3 separate regions of the Ovis aries genome follow, and all the other regions are linked to region 2. A link is a contact called in public Hi-C data. All regions are on one chromosome and are shown on one strand. The core of a region is the stretch at or near the end of the contact, and the rest is flanking DNA. Distances in the headings are between cores, read along the strand shown.

Region 1 (2,700 bases), core at 143-2,642, 190 kb before region 2:
CTTGGCCTCTCTCTCAGTCTTGCTCTCGTGTGTGTGTGTGTGTGTGTGTGTGTGTGTGTGCGCGTGCGCATGTGTGTGTATCTTTCTTCCTAAAGACTCTCATTCTCCACAGTCTGAGCTTGGGCTTCTCATGACTTGGGCTTTGCAAGGCAGAGTGGCCACTGGAAAGTTGGACTTCTTACATGGAGAATGGCTTCCAGACATAGGAAGCAGAGCTGCAAGGCTGAAGACCAAGCCCAGAACTGGCCCAGCATCACTTCCACTTATTCTATTGGTCAAAACAGTGTCAAGGTCTAACAGATTCAATGGAGTGAAAACAGTGTCTCACCTCTTGAGAGGCAGCAAGTTCACATTGGAAAAAGATCAGTTCAGGGAGAAAACCCCTAAAGATATTATCATCTGGGGACTCTAATGAAGAAGCTCATTCCAGTTATTCAACAGTTCAGGCTACCTCTCTAAAAGCCTCTGTCCCACACACACCGAGCTTACAATCAGCTTTTTTTTTTTTTTTTTTGACAATCAGTGTCACTTGCTTCAATATGAAATAATAACCATGGCTATCATATATTTGAGGAAATCTACTAACATTAAAGAGTGAGATCAAAAAGAAATTAGGACTTTGAGATCATATACATAACCCACGGAGACAAATTTTGAGTCCCTCAAAGGAAAAAAAAAAAAGATGCTGTTTTTTTAAAAGTTCATTTTCTTAAAACTCAAGAAGCTAAAAGTTTAAAAATTAAAATAATGCCATAAGATTATAACAATAACTGTTCAGAAGCAAACATTTTCAGCTCTTTTAGATATTTTTTATGATAGTTACCTCAATATTTCTAACTAATATGATTCTAATATTTCCTGATATTTCTCTTTTAGATATCACTTATTGATCTCCTTATATTAAAAAGTTGACATGAATGGGGGTGAACTCCAGGAGATGGTGAGGGACAGAGAGGCCTGGCATGCCACAGTCCATGGGGTCACACAGAGGCAGACACGGCTTGGTGACTGAACACACGTGTGAAAAGAGGATCTGGATCTTTTATGTTAGACTGGACGTGTGTTATAGGAAACTATATCATCAAATGTAGTAGAGAATGGTTTGCTCACTTAATGCTGTAATATGTTGGTGTAACAGAACTTTTGATCCAGCTTAGAGCATGGATGCTGCTGGGGGAAGTTTAAAAGGCCTGTGCCACCTAGGTTGAAGTTTGTACCCAAGAATTTATGAAGAGATAGAGGGGGTTTTTTGAAAGAGAAAAAAAAATACAGAGATTCCAGTCCCTTTACTCTGAGCTTTAAATTGGTTAAAATCTCTGGGGAACTAGGATGGCTCTTTACTGAAGCTAGAGGGCAGTACAGGACACCAAGCTCCCTGAAAAAACAGTCTATGAGAGCAGGAAATTCAACTGCAAATCAGAGAGCTAAATGGGCTGTCAGAGCTCAACCCTGCTCGCCCAGACATCTAGCCTGGTGGCAGCACCCTTCCATCCGGAATCCTGACCCTCCTCCCCTGAAACAGCTGAGGCTCTTAATAAACTTCCTGAATTTTTCAGGACCTACTCAAGAATTGAGCACCAGTAAATCATACTCTGGACAGCTGAGAAAGACTAGGGCAAGTTGACACTAGTCCTAGATTTGAGGTAAGAGGGAAATACATAGTTGTAAAAGATGGTCAGTATTTCAGAGAAAAAATCCTGCTATTTTCCAAAGGTTCAGTACACATAGCTAAACTTCCCCAGAAACTGTTCTTTTGATCCCAAAACTCTGGTTCAGTTCAGTTCAGTCATTCAGTCATGTCTGACTCTGTAACCCCGTGGACTTCAGAATGCCAAGCTTCCCTATCCATCACCAATTCTCAGAGTTTACTCAGACTCATGTCCGTTGAGTCAGTGATGCCATCCCAAAACTCTAGGGGCAGGATAAATGGTCTCTCTAAGTATTCTGAGGACAGAAAGCAGAGGAATCATTGATACCTTTGACCATGAAACTGCTTTGCTGAAAGTTTTGCCTCCATTTTAGTTTCAAAGGATTTGTTAACAAAAGAAACCATGCCTTACACACATAAACTATTTCAATTTTTATAGGTTGTTGAGGTAACAGTGTGTACCCCACCAAACTGGCCAACCTACATCTAGACTTGAACAGCACAGGGAAGTCCCGAATGACAGCAATCTGGAATTGCAATTGGGAAAGGCTCTCAAGCAATGTGTCCACCCCATGGGTGAGACTTCAGCTTGGACTTTGAGGGGTTCCTGCTTATAATCCCCAGCCACAAACTGATATCAGCATCAGTTTGCACACAAAAATGTTGCTCTGGTTTTACTGAAACGTTTTCACAATGCTGTCTGTTTCACCTTGTGAGTCATGGGATTTCATAAGACCCCAAGGGACTGGCCAGACCTCTAGGAGCTCAAGAATTCCAAGACCCACTCTCTTTCTTATCTTTCTTACCCAAGTGCTGCCTGACTTGCTATACTTACAGGCAGACATGAAATCTGGCCAGTGTCTAGGATGGTCAGAAGCAGGTCAGAAGTCTGCTCTCCTGCTTCTGAAGCCTGAACAAGACTTCCTCCATTATAATTTTCCTAACAGAAACTCGAGGAGAGAATGATGGAAGGAAAAACACAAGATTAGGATGTGGATTAGAGTTCTTTGTCTGCTGCTGCTAAGTCGCTTCAGTCGTGTCTGACTCTATAC
Region 2 (2,700 bases), core at 137-2,636:
GCTTATTTACTGCGCTCCAAGTTGCTGTTTACTGCTTTAGTTTTGTTTTTGAGACTTAATATTAATCTAATTGCTAGATGTTATATAAAAATGAATATTCCTCTGAAAAACAAGGTCTTCCCTGTAGTTCAAACTTCCCTGTAGCTACAAGGTCTTCCCTTGTAGCTCCTGCCCTCAGGCAGGAGACTGGGACTCAATCCCTGGGAAGATCCTCTGGAGAAGGGAGTGGCAACCCACTCCCAGTATTCTTGCTTGGAGAATCCCATGGAGAGAGGAGACTTGCAGGCTACAGCCCGTGGGGTCGCAAAGAGTCAGACACGACTGAGCAACTAATATTACTGAAAAACTAATTAAAGGGCACTATTAGCCTAGACTTAACTCGAATTTTTTTATAGTCTCATCATTAAGGATATATAATTAGACAAACTACATATTATTAACAGTGAAGAAATTGGAATACGTGTTAGGAATGTCAGGTTTTTAATCATTTCCTAAGGTCCTCTGAGCACACAGTAGAATCAGAATGAACAGTTTACTAAAACCTAAGCATTGTGCCTTAATGTTTTGTTTCTTTGAATTTTTTTCCATCAAGGCTTATAGATTAGAACCGTTAATACTGAAACACTACAGCAACATTTCACCTGTGCAGATCCACTGGTATAATACATCCAATCCTCTACCTTACGAGTATATGAAGCCAAGCTTTCTTCACCCAGCAAAAGATCCTACCTCAATTTCAGAGAATGAAGGCATCTCAACAATACCAAGCCCTGTGACTTCGCCAGTCTTGTCTCGCCGACACTATGGGGAATCTATAACAAATATAGGCAAAGCAAGCATATTAGGTAATTTCTCTTTGGTATTCCTCATCAATGAACTTAAGCAATTTTATATAGTCATTAAATTTTAGGTACCTGGAAATACTCTATATATTACAAAACATCTGAGAGTTAATGTTTAGAGTTAGTTACTCTCACTTCTTATATTTGAAGGCAAAAGCCCTAAATTCTCTAGTTAGATCAGATTCTATAGTTAGAGAATATAAGATAGCTTGATGCACACACACAAAAAAAGGTGGAGACATCAAGTCCCTCATTTTAACCTTGGACCCATCACTTGCTGTGAAATCTAGAGAAGTCACATAGTTTTTAATTTTCATCTCCCTCATTTGTGAAATGAGGGGGTGCTTGAGTACTAAGGGTGTCCTTGCCAATCCGTTCTCTGATCTGTGTCCTAAAAGTCTCTCAAATCATGTTCTTCTTGAGAGCAACAAGTATATTGAATTTCTCTTTGCATGGTCTCCAGTTCCACCCACGGTGTTTGGTGTGGCGCTGGAGCTCAATCGTGTGCCACTTAATTTGTCCTTTGCTTTTGGTTACAAGTTGCCTTAATATAAAATGCCACAAGATGGCACTGTAAACAGGCTCTATCTGCTGGATTCATTGATATTCATCATAGAGATTGTTTATTCACAGCTTTTTATAACAGATCCACTTCACTTCAGGAGTAGGCATACCAATAGTAAATATATGCCCATGTGAATGGCGTGGTTCTTTTTATTAACATTTTTAATGTTATAAAATACTTTAAAAAACAAAGATTACTTGAATAAAATAGAATCTTTTTTTCTTTGTAAGCTGTATTCCTGCAGTTTGTACAACTCTCCTTCTGTTCAACACCATTTTTATTTAGAAACCTACAATATAAATTGCAGTTTTTTTGTGTTCCCACCCTGGAAAAACATGACTAGGGCTTAGTCTCTCTGCCAACTGACTGTAATTACGGGTGGTGCTCTTTAGCCTGGTATGTGGTGTAATTCAGCAGAATGACTGGCCTGTTTTGTGAAATGCAGGGGCTGCAAGCATTGGAAAGGGACTTGGAGGAATGTTGTTCTCAAGATTTGGACGTTCATCTGTATCACAGCCATCTGAGACATCAAGGGACTCCATAGAAGATGAGAAGAAGCCAGTTGCCTCACCACCCATGACCACCGTGGCAACGCAGACCCTCCCACACAGCAGTTCTGGCTTTCTTGACTCTGCATGTTAGTTCATACTCTTCTTTCCAGATTTATACTGTGTCCTTTTTAAAACTGGAGGAAGACAAAGAGCATTAAGATATTAACACTAGCAGTCCACTCTAATCTAAAGTATGCCCTGGCTTTTAAAGAAAAAAATGCTTTTCCTCTACTTACATTTTCAGGAATAATTTGCAGGTAAATGCAGTTTTACTCTCTGCATGGGTGAATTAACTTAAGAACATTAATAAGTGCCTTGTCACACAGAGATCTTACATGTCAAGCATAAAACAAATCTCTTTGTGGTAAGCACTCCCTGATTTTTATAAAGTAGTTTTTTGGTTTTTGTTTTTAAACGTGGTCTTCTCAGGTTTAAAAATTCATTTAGTTGCTGCAGATCTATGCTGTATCTACTCTTGATACCATTTTTAAAATGCTCTGCCAAAACCATCCTGGCACTAATCCCATAGCTCCCTTCATCAACTTAATTATAAAGCCTTCAAAACTTTAATTGTATTGAATTCACTCTATCGCTTCCCATCCTGTCCCTACTACCTTGTGTAAAATAGATACTCAAGAAATGAATGAAAGAATGGATAATTATACTGGACTTAGCAATAGAATGATGCTTTATTTAATTTTTTCCAGTGGATTTATAAGGTCTAAAATCTTAAATAGTTGTG
Region 3 (2,700 bases), core at 114-2,613, 170 kb after region 2:
TAATTTTTAAATTAATTTTTAAAATCAATTTTGTTCTCTCCTACGAATGAGTGTGTTTTTTGTAATAAGGAAATAATCTAGAAAATTTTATTTTTAAGTTGATCTGATTCTTCCATTTGACTCTGGAACATAGAACTAAAAACTCCTAAGTCTCCCTGGATCCAGTTTAACAACAAATTGCTTGGCTGCACTGGGTGAAGATGGTGCATAGTGGGCAGAGGCCTGGAAGCTGTCAGGCCCCTGAAAATCATCGGCCCACCCTCTGATCCTGCTGGCCCAGAAGGGAAGTCCCTGGGCTTTGCAGAGCAATCCAGTGTCTATTACCTGCCAAGCACAAGTCTGAGAAGGGCCTCTTCCCTCTCAGATAAATGGTACCAGAGCCCCTATGCCCCTCGCTGCAGTGGAAAAAACAATTTACCACACAAGACAAAGCTGCTCTCCACCAGCCTCAACCCTCATCCTTGCTGGGATCAAGTTCCTCATTTCCCAACTATGACATTTGTGTCCTTAACCTGCCTTCAGCAAGAATCCCGTCAAGTCGGTTTAGTAAGTCTCCCCACCTTTGAAGTCTCTCTCCTCTCAGTAATTTCCCATCTAGCTCCCTCTGCTCTTTGGCTATAATCCCCAGTTGTCTATTGTATTTGGAGTTGAATTTCGGCTCTCTTCCCTGCTGCAACGCTCCAACTTACAACAGCCCTGGAAAAGCTTTCCTTACTGTTTAGACAAGTGTTATTCTTTCTTTAACACAAGAGTCATTCTTTCTTTAACACAACAGCAAGAATTTTGGAACTTAAAAATATTTTAGCATTTTAAAGGCAATAATCCCATGGAGCGGGGGAGAGTTCAAAGCTACTGGCAAAATAACCAATAATTTACCCAATCATCTAACTGTGTTCTGGTAATTAAAACCCAACCGTGGCTGAGCCCGTAGGTTCATAACTTTCTAAAATCAAGAAAATTAAAAAAAAAAAAAAATTTAATGCTCACATCCGAGGTCTCCCGAGAGAATGGAAAAGAAATTATTCATGGTGATTTAAAAAGCAGTGCCTGGGGCTTAAAATACTGTTGCAGGCCCTCGAATCCCTAGATCCATTTACTATGTCCACCAATCCACCTCTACCCACCTCCAGCACCTACCCTTGCTGCTCCTGTTGTGAACTGAAAATCAGTTACCCCCTTCCCCTCCCACTCTGTTGAATCCTCAGACCCAGCCCTTGGTTCCTCAGGGCCGTGGCACTGGGCAGAGTTGGCAGCCTCGTCTGGGAAACCGGAGGCGGCTGCTGACGCTAGAGGTAACGCGGGATGCTGGTGCAACACAAGCCTGCTGCTCAGCAGAGAAAACGCCCCAGACGTTGGCGTGTGTCTGTCTGCATGACTCACTGGAGGAGCTGTCTCTCTGGGAGGAAGTGGGGAGCCGCCTCTCAGAATTCCATTTAGGTACGTTAAGGGGTGGAATACCACTTGAAGAAGCTGGAAGCCAGAACTTATCCCAGGGCACACGACTGCTTATGCACCGAGCCAAATGGGTACAGACGCATTCCGTTCCAGGGAAGTGTGGGTGGCTCTCACAAACAGAAAATAACTACCTTTGCTTGCATCATACATAACCTTCTGGGTAGCACGCAAGGCAAAATGGCTTAGATATGCGTCTGGAAACCTTTGATTCATCATAGATGCTTTACCCTTAGTATGGGCGGATCTTTCTTAGCCCCAAGGCTATTCTGGTTTCCAGAGCAAGGGGTGTTGGCTAAATTTGATAACTGAGCCATTTGTCTTAATGAACTTGATTACTAACTTCCTGACCTTGGTTATAGGCCCCAAAATTAGTTGGTCTCTGAATGAGAATGGTATTCAGTTTTTTTAAATGGCCATCATTTTACTCATTAAGTTTTATAAACAAAACAAACAAAAAGTTTTCTTTTTCACTAAACTAATATCTACGGTGGGGGCGGATTTCTGGCTGATAATTAGCTGTTAATCACCTAAACGTGTACAACCCTCCCCAGTCTGCGTCATCATCCATCAAATTTTAATGTTTCTCCTGTTTTAAAAAAATCGTTACTTTCATTGGTCACAAGAATATATTTTTAAATAAATTCTCTATTTTAAAAAAATCTAAAAATTCAGAAATTTACTTGTGCTTCCATTCTATTTGCCAATGACATTTTTCTAAAGTATGACAAGAACTAGCTCTATACTCATCTGCAGCAAGAATCATGCCAAGACGGCGAGTCAGCCAAAGTGAGGAAATTACAGGACTTCCATTTTTGGACAAGAAGGTACCGTGACAGCAATTTTAACTACATGACATTGAATAAAAATGTATTTCAAAGCCAAGAGCTCTCCCAGTTATCTACATTACATCATGTGATTCTTTGTTCCCAATTAACTGTTTAATGTTGTCTGTCTTTCTATATCTAATGGGTTTTTCCCCATCAAATAATATTTTCAGATGAATAGTAATTTAATCAAATGTTCCCCTCTGTTTAAAAAAAAAAAAGAAAGAAAGAAAAAAGCTGGAGCTTGTTATGGGCTAAATCTAGCTTAATTGTATTAGTTTTTTTTTAAGTAAAATATATTAAATAAAGCTGAAGAGAACATATTTTGGAAAAGCCTATTCCCAGAGACTTCAATGTCTTCTCATTAATTTTTTTTTTTAACTCAGGCCCTTAGTTTTCTCTTATGAGTTAATTAACTGAA

What was found. A called contact is a pair of places that touch in the nucleus more often than the background predicts.
Region 1: a contact with region 2 is called in a Hi-C map of hypothalamus, with 5 times the contacts expected there. The contact joins two enhancer-like sites. A contact is called at or near these places in 3 of 16 Hi-C or Micro-C datasets (hypothalamus and tail adipose tissue).
Region 3: a contact with region 2 is called in a Hi-C map of omental adipose tissue, with 2.8 times the contacts expected there. The contact joins two enhancer-like sites. A contact is called at or near these places in 3 of 16 Hi-C or Micro-C datasets (mixed tissues, omental adipose tissue and tail adipose tissue).

The regions. Positions count from the first base shown.
Region 1 is chr7:63,980,688-63,983,387 of ARS-UI_Ramb_v3.0, reverse strand. No RefSeq gene overlaps it. Among named protein-coding and RNA genes, the nearest start is that of TRNAC-ACA, 80 kb to the right of the region's middle. Within about 2 kb of position 1,392, at least 11 of the 54 cell types and tissues checked have an H3K27ac peak or open chromatin away from gene starts, as enhancers often do. A contact at or near this core is called in hypothalamus, where this site is marked.
Region 2 is chr7:63,789,902-63,792,601 of ARS-UI_Ramb_v3.0, reverse strand. DDHD1 (DDHD domain containing 1) reads left to right here. Exons shown (of 11, transcript XM_060418059.1): 9 at 593-845; 10 at 1,853-2,044. Among named protein-coding and RNA genes, the nearest start is that of DDHD1, 60 kb to the left of the region's middle. Within about 2 kb of position 1,386, at least 11 of the 54 cell types and tissues checked have an H3K27ac peak or open chromatin away from gene starts, as enhancers often do. A contact at or near this core is called in hypothalamus and tail adipose tissue, where this site is marked.
Region 3 is chr7:63,619,369-63,622,068 of ARS-UI_Ramb_v3.0, reverse strand. No RefSeq gene overlaps it. Among named protein-coding and RNA genes, the nearest start is that of FERMT2, 97 kb to the left of the region's middle. Within about 2 kb of position 1,363, at least 7 of the 54 cell types and tissues checked have an H3K27ac peak or open chromatin away from gene starts, as enhancers often do. A contact at or near this core is called in tail adipose tissue, where this site is marked.